2 separate regions of the Sus scrofa genome follow, and region 1 is linked to region 2. Evidence: chromatin contacts called from public HiChIP or PLAC-seq data. All regions are on one chromosome and are shown on one strand. The core of a region is the stretch at or near the end of the contact, and the rest is flanking DNA. Distances in the headings are between cores, read along the strand shown.

Region 1 (6,139 bases), core at 1,808-4,307, 170 kb after region 2:
AAGAGCCTTCCTTTATTAAATATAGTCTATTCCATGGATTACCCCCACCCCTGCCAGTTAATGTTGTTGCAGTTTAAATTCTTCTCAAAACACTTTTTCTGAAGGAACTTTTTTTCTTCATTTCAAAACATTATTGCACCTATTTTAAAATTGCCCGATAAAGAAGATGGGAAATGTGAAGTGAATTACTTCATCATTAGATAATATTGTTGGGAAGACTGGTGGCTTTTAAAATAGTTTGTGATTGAAAGGGAATATGGGGATGAACTGCAGTCCTTATACTCCATGAATTCAATAGAGAAAAGGGTATGGTTAGGAGTCAGCTGGGGACACCCTTGAAAGTTTGAGTGTGAAGGCAGAAAGTTTCCCTTCAATTATAGCAAGATTTCTCCTGCAGCTGAATCCGTAATAGAAATGTCTGGCAGATCTTCTTGGTACAGTGAATCAGGTATGATCTCGTAGCCAGATGGGGTAAATGTTCCCCTCTGGTCACCAGGATAGAATTTTGAAGAAATTCTCCCTCACCAATAGGGCCTACAGTACAGGGACCACTTTAGAGGACTTAACTTGGGTTCCATTGCTTTATGGGAGTCAAAACCAATGTGAAATGTATTCTCGCTACTCTTCTGTTTTACTTTCCCTGTAAGACAGAGAATGTTGCCACAGCCCTTTTTGTAGCTATTTTTCTCTCCCTTATGCTCGCACTCAATTACATAATACTTCCTGGTGTACCATGGCTTTTGCAGTGTTTTGTCCAATTTTAGTTGTCACTTTCATTGATGATTCATAAATCCCCTTCCAAAGATGAAACAAGGAGTCTGATGGGAAACCAACAAGACATTACAGTGACAAACTAGCAGAATAGAGAGAAGGATAAAAGACGAACGAGCTCGAAATTTAATAAGACTGCTAAAATAGGGGCATTAATAGTCACCCAAGACAGCACAGTAGCTGGTCTTGTCCCAGCTGGCCTCTGGGGAAGGAGGAGTGGAATGATGAGGCCTGGGTGAGAGAGGGCTTCCAGCCCTGCACAGGCTGAGGTTCTGGGAGCCATTCAGCAAGCCATTCTGGGAGAGCAGCCTTGTAGGGCCTGCTAGGGAAGAGTTGGCCAAGTAGGGTCTTGTCACCACTTGAGGTTGATTAGAGCTCCCCCAGCCGGTAGCTGGGAGTAAAATCGCATTGCCAGGCAAAGACGGGCTCAGATCTTAAGTAGAGCCAAATTTTTTTCTGAATCAGAACTTTTTCATAATACAGTACGTCCTGTGTATCTGGTTATTCTAAAAATATTTATAGGCCAATCTCTTGCTCTTTTGAATTCCTTGCTATAGAGGCATTTTCTCAAGTACCTGTAGCCAAGTCGCTACTCCTAAGAGTCTTTGCCAAGGACTAGAACTTCTTAGCGTAAGCTTGTTTGTTTTTGCAAGTATCTTATGGCATTCAGTGAAGCAAAGCAGAATTGGGCTATGTGCCTACTGTTAGTTAGGAACTTGGACTTGGTTTGTTATTGGTGGATGCTGACATTGCTATGCACACAGGGCAATTAGAGAATAACAGAGAGGTATTAATTGTGTTGTTTTCATAGCTTTGCACTAGGATGAGGGCGTACTTGAGGCATTGTGACCCCCTGAAAACTCAAGTGTTTTAGCTATAAGTGAGATTAAAACAACAACAACAGCAACAACAACAACAAGCCAATGAATAGTACTGTCAGGCCCTTTCTTGTTAGATTTTGGAAGTAACTAAAGGTAGAAAAATTATTTTGTTGAACTGAAGAGTGTGTAGCCTGAGACCACTATCTTGTGGTTAAAATTCAAATTAGTGGCTCCTTGAATACTTGCAAAGGTGATTAGCATTTTGATAGGGTGACTGTAATTCAGGTGGTTTTTCGATCTCAGCAGTTAAAATTAATTAGCACTGTTTCAAAATTGTACAATAAAAATGGAGCTAATCAGGAAAATGAAGTCATGTGTGACAAAAAAGGGGTTGGGTAGCCAAGGCTCCATTTGGCCTTTTTTAAACTTACACATAATTTAAAATAGTTTTTGGATTTTTGCTCTCAGGGAAGATAATGGAATGACAGAAAATTCTGCATGTCCTCTTGGGAAGAGGAGAAAATGATCCTGGAGGAATTGGGGCAATTTTCTTCTATAAATTAACCTGCACGGTGTGCTCGCATGTGTGTGTGTGCATGTGTGTTTCTGGATCCTAATATATTTGCTTTTTGTTTTTTATTTCAAGTCCATGTACAGTTTTTTGGCTCAGCCAAATGCCATTGCTCATCTGGATTTATCCAATACAGAATGTTCCCTGGACATGGTAACATATGTATTTTTATACATTGTTATGAGTGGGGGGTTGTGTCTCAGAACAGCTACTTAGCTGGGAAAGAATGGGCTTGCTCCCCAATAAAATATTCTCTTAGTTCTAGAAATATTTGAAAATGAGAGTGCTTCGTTTCTTTCTCAGGTCTGTGGAGCTCTTCTTCGTGGCTGCCTTCAATATTTAGCTGTGCTCAATCTCTCCAGAACAGTCTTTTCTCATCGGTATGGATTCATTCCTGCATTATCATTATCATCTAGGAGGGTCTTTCTCTCAGGGAAAGTGATAGTGAGATGAAAATGGTGATAAAGGGTGCTCATTGTGCATGAGAGAAGGAGATGGTCTTAGACCGTGATCTATGAATATTAGACCTTGAAGGTTCAAGTTTTTTATGCTTCTTTTCACCCCGGGTCTGTCTTCCATCAATAACTCCAGCCTGCCTATATGAACTAGATAATAAAGTACTATTTCTCATAGGTGGACAGGCCTTCTCTCTTAATATAGAAAGAGACTGTATGACTTACTATAACTTTCAGAAACTTCTGTAGGTGTGTCTCAGTAATGCACTTTGACGGTAAGTATCAGCCATCAGGGAAATAAAGAGAATAGTCATTCCAAAGCGCAGACACTTTAATTTGCAGAAGTGGAAGGTCAGCCTAAGTACCTTACTTGTCCCTTCCTGACTTAGAGTTGATTGCACAAGCAGGCGGTAGATTACAAGCAACAAGTATTCACACCCAGCAGCAACTGAGCACGCGAGAATGTGGAAGTATGTGGGTTATATGAGTAAGGCATTCGGGGGCCATAGTCATACAACTCAACACTTAATGCTCATAATCATTACCACAGGTCACAAGTCATATTTTACTCATTACATGCGTCTCTAAAAACAAGGAGAATTGCTTCATCTTAGGAATATCACTTTTTTTTTTTTTTTAAACTGGTTTGCATTTTAAAAGCTTTACGTTTTCAAAGGAAAAGCAGTCACTTTCTTGGAAAATTCAGAACTCGGCATGCTTTATTCTACAATTATGCCTCAAATGAGTTATTCTGTATTTGAACGTACTCTTGGTCTTTTACGTCAACAGAGACGTAAATCTTCACCATAATGAACATACGCCACAAATACCTCAATAGGATAAGATCAGAGAGTGTAAAGTGAAGGCGATAAAATGGTGAGAGAAGCTGAGTTTTCTAAGATCTAGGATAGAACACAATGAATTTCTTGACTGCAAAGAATAGGGATCAAATGATTTAAAGACAATGAGGTTTCTTAACCGCTTACCCATTTTTCAGAGTACATTGAATTAATTTTTGTAATGATCAGACATTTTGTTTCTTTTTAACCTTTAAATTTCTACTGAAGCTACAATCCATTCATGGGGTATTTCACAATATCTGAATTACCAGTGAGTAACTTTGCTAGTTTGGAAGTGTGGTGCTGAGCTGAGTTTAACTGCCAATGTGACTCGCATGTTTTATTTTTCAGGAAAGGAAAAGAAGTCCCCCCATCTTTCAAGCAGTTTTTCAGCAGTTCTCTGGCTCTGATGCAAATCAACCTTTCAGGCACAAAACTGTCTCCTGAGCCCTTAAAGTGAGTGGTTAATTCATTTTCTCTAGAGCTTTTAAAGTTCAATTTGTTATTATGAATGTGCTCGAGGGAGGGGGAAAAAGACATACAATCCTAAGACAGACAAGGAAGATGAAAATGCCTTTTTACTTTGGGTCACAAAGGAAATCAAATTCTTTTTTTTTTTAAAGCTGTTATTTATTTATTTGCTTTTGAGTGCCACACCCAGGGCATATGGAGTTTCCCAGGCTAGGGCGTCAAATCGGAACTACAGCTACTGGCCACAGCCACAGCAACGCAGGATCCGAGCGGTGTCTGCAACCTACACCACAGCTCATGGCAGCACCGGATCCTTAACCCACTGAGCGAGGCCAGGGACTGAACCCGCAACCTCATGGTTCCTAGTTGGATTTGTTTTCATTGCGCCAAGACGGGAACTCCCGAAATCAGATTCTTTTTGAGTACACTGTGCACTCTTGATATTATTGCATCTTCCATGAAAAAAAAAAAAAAAATCCTCCTTTGGTTTGTGACCTTGGCAGTAGTCACTGATCTAGAAAAGTTGTGCTTCCGGGTACATTGCTTTCATATTCACCTCTGTTCAGTCCATTTTCAGTATATCCTTGTGTGTGTGTTTTAAAATATTTCCACTAACAGTAATAATCAAACTCTGCACATCCATGTGCAACAGAACCAATTTTTAGGTGCTTTGGTTTCTGAATTCCCTAGATCTCTATCTGTTTAGTATTCTTACTTGGCAGCCAATCTAGGTTATGGGTTAATATCCCCAGTGTAAGGGTAGTGGTAAAGTTGAATTTTTTGGAATAATGTATTATCCTTGAATTTCTGTTCACGATTGCCAGAAATAACCAAAAGGGCTATGGAATCAAAGTCTCTTTGAGTCAAAAGACCATATTGACAAGTAGTTATGACTATCTACATTGTCAGATTTGTTGAAATGTACACACAGATTCCTCCTTTACACAGCTGACATGTAAATCAGCATTTAATTTTTCCCGCATAATTTGTATGAAATGTTAAAATCTATGCCTGCTATTCGTTTTACTAGAAAATTGTCTAATTTGTAAATTGGCTTTTCTTTTTTCTTTCTGAGAGGTGTGAAATTCTTGATTGCAGTATTTTGCAAAGTACATTATAACTAAAACAATGGATGCCTTTAAGAACATTGTTAAGATCCAGTTAAGTGCTTAATAATAAAAAATTCCTGAGATTATAGCAGGGCTTTTTTTTTTTTTTTTTTTTTGCTTTTTAGGGCCACATCTGTAGCATATGGAAGTTTCCAGGCTAGGGGGTCAGATCAGAGCTACAGCTGCAACTACTGGCCTACACCACAGCCACAGCAATGCAGCATCTGAGCTGTGTCTACAAACCTACACCACAGCTCATAGCAACACTGGATCCTTAACCCACTGAGTGAGGCCAGGGATCGAACCTGCATCCTCATGGATCCTAATCAGGTTCACTAACTGCTGAGCCATGAAGCGAACTCCCTAACAGCCCTTTAAAAAAAAAAAAAGAAAAGAAAATGAATCTATATGTTAGAGATCTCTAAATATAACAGCTGCAAATAGTAAAAACATCATGATTCGGATATTTATATGGATCTTAATAAATCTATCAGAATCAATATTCTAAAGGGGATCCTACATTATAATTTAACCTCACTCATTCATTCAACTGATATTTATTGAGCAGTTACAATGGACTAGATACCAGGAGGACACTGGGTAGAAGACAAAACTATTTGAATTTATATAGCATATCAGCAGGAGATTAGCATATTTAAAGTAGTTTTAGTGATAGGTACAGACTGTTCTAATTCTTTCAAATGGTATTGATTCCTATAAAACAGAGAGTAGTTCTTCATTGATTTGTGCTATTGATTTTATAGAATAATCCTTACTACAACAACGCTGAATTTACTGTACTTTATTATAGATATAGACTTGTAAATATTTATACTTAAAAGTTATTTGGTCACAGTTTCCATGTGGCTCAGCAGATTAAGAACCCAACATAGTATCTGTGAGGATGCGGGTTCGATACCTGACCTCACTCAGTGTGTTAAGTATCCAGCGTTGCCACAAGCTGCAGCCTAGGTCACAGATGCAACTTGGATCTGGAGCTACAGCTCCAATTCGACTCCTAGCTCAGGAACTTCCATATGCCACAGGTGCAGCCATAAAAAGAAAAAAAAAAGTTATTTTGTCAATGTTAAATCTTGTGACC
Region 2 (6,345 bases), core at 2,087-4,586:
ATGGACACTAGTCGGGTTGGTTGCTGCTAAGCCACAGCAGGAATTCCTTCATTCTGCTGCTCTTGAAGAGGGTGTGTGGATTTTGAAAAAAGTCTTTAAGGAAGTGGTTATGGAGTTTCACCTCCATACATGATTAAGAAAGTGGTTATAACCAGTGGTGCAGTGGATCTGGCATTGTCACTGCAGTGGCTTGGGTGGCAGCTGTGGTGCAGGTTCGATCCTTAGCCCAGGGATTTGCATGTGCCACGGGTGTGGCCAGAACAAACAAAACACAAAACAAGTGTTGGTAAAAAAACAGGGAACAATTAGAACACTTGTATGTTGCTAGTAGGAATGTAAAATGATGCAATTACTTTGAAAATAGTATGACGAGACAAATACCATATGATATCACTTATTTGTGGAATCTAAAATATGGAATGGATGATCCTATCTAAAAATAATAAAAAAAAATAAAAATAATAAAAATAATAAACGGAAACAGACCATGGCCAAGAAGAGCAGACCTGGGGTTCCCAGGGTTGTGGGGGAAGGGCAGGGAGTGGCATGGTTGGGCATTTGGGGGGTTTTGGGAAACTGTTATATTTGGAATGGATGGGCAATGGGATCCTACTGTACAGCATAGGGAAATGTCTGCGATTGGGTCACTTTGTTGTACAACAGAACTTGCTGAAACATTGTAAATCAACTATACTTTAATAAAATGAAAAAAAAAATCACATGGTAATTCCTGAAAAAAATTAAGCAATTACCAGCTGACCCAGCATTCCATTTCTGGATATATACTCAAAAAAAAAAAAAAAAAAAAAGTGGTGGAGTTCCCAGTTAACAAATCTGACTAGGAACCATGAAGTTGCGGGTTTGATTCCTGGCCTTGTTCAGTGGGTTAAGGATCCGGCGTTGCTGTGAGCTGCGGTGTGGGTCGAAGACGTGGCTCGGATCCCAAATTGCTGTGGCTCTGGCATAGGCCGGTGGCTACAGCTCCGAATGGACCCCTAGCCTGGGAACCTCCGTATGCCATAGGAGCGGCCCTAGAAAAGGCAAAAAGACCAAAAAAAAAAAAAAAAAAAGGTGGCTATGTATATACATTGTTGCCTTACATATCTCTGAAGACAGGAGTGCACATTTTCTCTGGGTACCGTGGTAGTGTCCTTTGCACTGCAGGTCCAGATGTGTTCAGAAATATTCTCAATCCCCTCTTTGACTTTAAAAAGCCAGAAGTCAGTAGTTGGCCCCTGTTCATCCCCATGGGCCTTCTCTGGGCTCTGCTGCCTCTTCTTGGTGTCCCACTCAGATTGCTTCCTCTTGGGGTTTGGTTATGCTGGCTCTTGTTTGGTGGCAGGGGGAGGGGCTTATTTGGGTTCCTGAGCTCAGTGTTGTTCTGCTTTTCTGCACTTGAGGACTCCTGGGTGTGCTGGATTCTGAATCTCCAGGCCACCCTGCGTTCCCCCCTTCCAGATAACATTTTGCTCAAGGTTCCTCAGGCTCAGCACTGACATTTGGACGCAAAAAGTCTTTTTTTTTTTTTTTTTTTTTTTTTGTCTTTTTAGGGCTGACACTGTGGCGTATGGAGGTTCCCAGGCTAGGGGTTGAATTGGAGCTGTAGCCACCGACCTACACCACAGCTCACAGCAATGCCGGATCCTTAACCCACTTAGCAAGGCCAGGGATCGAACCCAAGTTCTCATGGTTGCTAGTCAGGCTTGTTAACCACTGAGCCACAACAGGAACTCTGCAAAAAGTCTTTCTTGAGGGGCGGCTTGTGTGTTATAGGAGGCTTAGTAGCATCCTTGTCTCTACCTGCTGGATCCTGGGAGGGCTACTGCCTTCTCCTGGTCATGACAAATACAGATGTCTCCAGACAGTGTCAGATATTCTCTGGGTGGCAGAATTGCCCCCCTTCACCACCCCCGGTTGAGAACCAGTGGTTTAGGTCAGTGGGTCCCCAAATGTCAGAGAACAAATGCCTACCTCATCATACTTAGCTTATCAAGTTATATCTAAGTCTGAATATTTAAAGTCCTGTAATATAGCTATGGCTAATTAAAAATCACACGCACTTTGAAAGTCTTTTTTTTGAAGTATTTAGCTCCCTATATCTATATGTAACAAAAATAACAGATGCCACCAAGCAGAAGTTTGTCTCAAGATCTCTGATCTTAAAACCATTGATTTGGCCAGTGGTTCTCCATGTGCCATCCGGAGAATGGTAACTTTAGCATCACCTGGCAACTTGTTAAGAATGCACATTCAGAGGAGTCCCTTCCAGAGCCACTGAGATGAAGACCCAGGGAGAGGGGTGCAGCAGTTTGTTTTAATAAGCCCTTTGGGCAACTGGATGCCCACTGAAATATGAGAAACACTGGGTCAGCCTCTGAAGTAAGCCCCAACTAAATACCTATAGAATAAGCTTTACTGAGAAGTTATCATAATCCACTGTATACAGAACTTCAAATCTGCTTAAGAAAATGTCTTGTACTAGGCAGGTCAGGGGTCTGCTGGTCAGATGGGTCCTCCCTGAGAGCCTGGCACATCCACAGCTTCCTTTGGGGGTTTCCTTTCCTCAGCATCCCCGAGAGTGGGACCAGAAACCCCACACCTTGGCCACAGCTGACTTGAACCCAAGGTGCGCCTCTGTAGCCTGGACCTCACAGCTCTGCCCAATGGGCTGATCTGTATGTTGCAAAGATTCTTCCTCTGGAGAGTCTGAGACATGGAGAGAGACACCATAGCAGGAGAAAGCAGAAGGCATGAGGCGGTATAAGCCCTTGTACAGGCAGAAGCCCTGGAGCATGAAAAGGGCATTCATAAGCCAGTTAGGGCAAGAGAAGCAGAAGCAGGAAGAGTGACGGAGCCGTAGATGGCTGACTGCTTTCGAAGGGTGGTTTGGAAGTTGAGTGGAGTGAATCCATCTATCTAACCTATCTTGGGTCAGTATTTTTCAGTTGTCTACATGACCTAGCTGGGCAGCTGCTGATAGGGTTTCCAGCCATGCCTGCTTCTCCAGGTCTCCTTACGGTAGACCATCACTCACTATGGCAGCTTCAATGCATATCTAGTCTCTGCCACCTGGGTGAGCCCAACAACTACGTACTTGTATTAGGGGACCAGGTGGTCTGCAGACAGGCTTCATGGTTCGCCGCTTCCTTGGAGCGGAGACCCTCAGCCTGGCTGTGCCTCAAAAGGATCTGTGTAGCTCCGCCTCTTTATTTCAACACACGTTCCATCTGGGATCCCAAAAGGCAATTGAAGTTCACATTGCAGGAAAGAAGGGGAGGTGGAAGCGGTTGGGATCAGCATGTTACACTGACTTGCCCCAAAGAAACCTCCCTAGTAGAGCAGCATTTAGAAAACCCGCAGGCCTGGCTTGTTTCACTTCCTTAGATTGGACCAAGGAGGCCAACTCACAGTAGTCAGGCCAAGGACCTGGTGCTTCGACTTCAGTAACATCTTCTATTGGCATTTCCTGTTAAGGCATCTCAGGACATCTCTTTTGAGGGAGGTGCTAAGAGTGAGAGCCTTGGGAAAAAACAAAACAACCAAAAACATGGAAACACAGGCAGTGTTGAAATCAGCCTTGTGAATCATTTTCGAAACATTCAGTGGGCCCACAGAAATTTCTTGCCGGTTTGAACCATTGGCCTCAGCCCTGTCCAGTCTGTTGGTGTTGCCCTCATCCCTCCACTCATGCCTTCCTCCCTCTCTTTCCCATTCAAACCTGGAAAGAATGCAGGTGCTTTCATGCAGCAAATGCACGGGATTCTTTTCACACAAATCCCCTGAGAGGGGAGTGAGTAGAGATGCAGACTATTGCATACTGTCCCTCGGAAGGTTTTTCGAGTCTCTTTAGGGTATAGATCGTGGGAATGTGGGCCAGCGCTTGTTTTCAAGTCCATCTTAAAGGATTTGGGGCCTGACCAAGAACATAATCGGGATTCTCTTATTCTCCAGTTAGAATCCTTGTCAGCTACTCAAGAGCCCAGGACTATTTCCTTATTGTGCTTTCGTATCAAGCCCCTTACCTCTAATAGTGATCTTTTCATGGTAGGCACAGAAGAGTTGCATAGTGTGGGACCCAGGTCTAGAGCATAAATCTTAAGCCTAAGCTGGTTTTCTCAGGGCCCTGGTAAGTCTCTTTACTCATCAGCCTGGTCTCATGTAGTGCATCTTTAATTTAGCTTTGTGCCGGATGCAGGGATCAATAAGTAATGCAGCGAGGTGGGGAGAATGGCCAGCTGACTCTGCTTCTGTCAGAATGATCGGGGCAGTCAGAAAAGCCATTCAGTACGCTCTGACTTCTCACTTGAGCTCTGCTCCCCATTACACCCAGTTCCTAGCCCAGGAGGTTGCAGGATGCTTCAAAAGAAAGGTTGGTCCCATCTCCCCGTGGTGGGACCGAGCAGTGTTTGTGCCATGGTCTCAGGAATATGAACCTTTGCACGAATGAGTCACTTGTCTTGTTTCCCTTTCTGCCTGTCGTGTCAGAGAGTGATTTATTTCCTGTTTTTAAGGCTTAGTTTTATCATTCACATGGGAGAGAAATTGAATGTACTTTCAACTTTTGCTGATTACTGGCTCCTCCTTTGCCTGGAAAGATTGTCCTTCTTCCATTGTTAAAAGAGTTGTTTTTGCCGATTCAATGAAAGGACTTTTTTTTTTTTTTTTTTTCCTGAAGCTTTTGGAGAAGATACTTTGATTTTGTATGATAAAGTTATAGTGCGTGATTTTACTTTATTATTTTTAAACAAGTAAAATTGTCACTTGAAAGTTCACCTACAGTTGTTGGAAAAGCTTGGAAAGCATCTCATTTCCTGATGCTTCCACTAGCAACCCTTTTTCGCGTGTAAACCGGAAGAAATCTTGCGTAGCTCCAAGCCCTGTTTCCTAAACTGGGGAATGGATCATATTCCCAAGACAAGAATAAGATGCTCCGGGAGCAAAGTGCTCCTGCTAAGGACTTTGGCCTTGTGTTCCCCAAACCTAAACAGGTTTCACCTCTATTCTTAGAATGTTTAGCATCCTTGCTTAATATACAGTGTACATTTCATGAAGCACCCATTAATATCTCATAGGGCACTAGTATTCCAGGAAACTCAGAGAAAAGCTGACAACTTATTTATCTCAGTCTTTAACACAAAGGGCCTATATACTATAATTTGCACATCCCTTGGGACGGTTGTCATATCTGCTTCTGACACTTACAGATTAGCCAAGTGGGAGAAAAAAACCTGTCAAGGAGATGACATCCATCCATCCTACTTTTGGGAAGATCACGGACATGTTTCATTTACTAAATAATCATTGCATACCACCTGCGTGTCAAGGACCTGTGTTTGGCAGGAAGAAGGCAGTGCCTTGGGAAGTGATTGAGTTGAAGTCAAAGAGATTTTTTCTTTTCTTTTCTTTTTTTTTTTTTTTTTTGCATCTCCTTCTTTGGGTCTGATCTGAGAAATAGAAGTCAGATCAGGTATCAGTCTGCTTACTGTACGTGTTTAGGGTAATTTCAGAACAGTGCTTAAAAAAAAAAAAAAACTTTTTAGAAATGGGGTAGGGTAAGGTTCCTGAACTACATTAATCATCTCACTGGTTGTGTGCAGTTTATATTATGAGGCTGTCTTCTCCCCAGCGTGAGTGGGAGGGGCTGTCATGCAGAAGAGGACCTAGATTTATTGTCCATGGTCCTGAACTGGAGTCAGAGGATAAAAGCTACCAGGGACTGAGGATCATCTTGAAACTCAGAAAACTCTCCCCAGCAGCCCGGGCTGTCCAATGATAGAATCTGCTGATTTGTGTTGGGGGGCAGAGATGGAGTTCCTTGGAAGTGGACAAGTGCAAGTTTGGATTGCTTGACTCCATAACTGGGGGGGGGGGGTTCCCAAAAGACATTCAAATGAGGAAATCCATCCCTTGAGCAGAGATTTGGGATTCAGAATTTTCACTCCTCATGTGTCCAATCATTTCTGTTAGAGCATGTTCAGTATTGCAATGTTACTATCAAGGACTGAAAACTTTTGTTAGTTTGGCCAGGACAGAGCCGTTGTTGGGCCTCATGGAGTCCCACACTGCCTATATGGATTGGCTTGATATTTTTAGGATTGGATCCGCTTTCTCACCTTGAGGTTAAAATCCAGTTGGGAAGTCTGGACCGGATGGCCTCTAGTGGGCTTGCTGCTTTGAATTCCAATGGAGATGCGAGAGGCCTTTTCCAGCCTGTTTGTCAGGTTTAGATTTTGGCACTTCTGACTCTGGCTCTGAACAGAAATCCCCCACTGCCATCCTGGTCTGTCTGTCTCGTCTAGTTGGGGAAAGATGCCAGGAAGGCCCTTGTCTGTCCATTTGTCCCCT

Evidence for each region. HiChIP or PLAC-seq counts read pairs in DNA pulled down with a chosen protein or histone mark.
Region 1: a contact with region 2 is called in an H3K27ac HiChIP or PLAC-seq map of alveolar macrophages. The contact joins two enhancer-like sites. A contact is called at or near these places in 3 of 47 Hi-C or Micro-C datasets (embryonic fibroblasts, epiblast stem cells and psoas muscle) and 1 of 2 datasets of contacts at active chromatin or transcription factors (alveolar macrophages).

The regions. Positions count from the first base shown.
Region 1 is chr7:20,228,039-20,234,177 of Sscrofa11.1, forward strand. CARMIL1 (F-actin-uncapping protein LRRC16A) reads left to right here. Exons shown (of 37, transcript XM_013977486.2): 14 at 2,239-2,316; 15 at 2,467-2,543; 16 at 3,809-3,913. Among named protein-coding and RNA genes, the nearest start is that of SCGN, 160 kb to the right of the region's middle. Within about 2 kb of position 3,058, at least 3 of the 83 cell types and tissues checked have an H3K27ac peak or open chromatin away from gene starts, as enhancers often do. A contact at or near this core is called in alveolar macrophages, where this site is marked.
Region 2 is chr7:20,056,220-20,062,564 of Sscrofa11.1, forward strand. The region is part of intron 2 of CARMIL1 (F-actin-uncapping protein LRRC16A); the gene reads left to right. Among named protein-coding and RNA genes, the nearest start is that of CARMIL1, 23 kb to the left of the region's middle. Within about 2 kb of position 3,337, at least 20 of the 83 cell types and tissues checked have an H3K27ac peak or open chromatin away from gene starts, as enhancers often do. A contact at or near this core is called in alveolar macrophages, where this site is marked.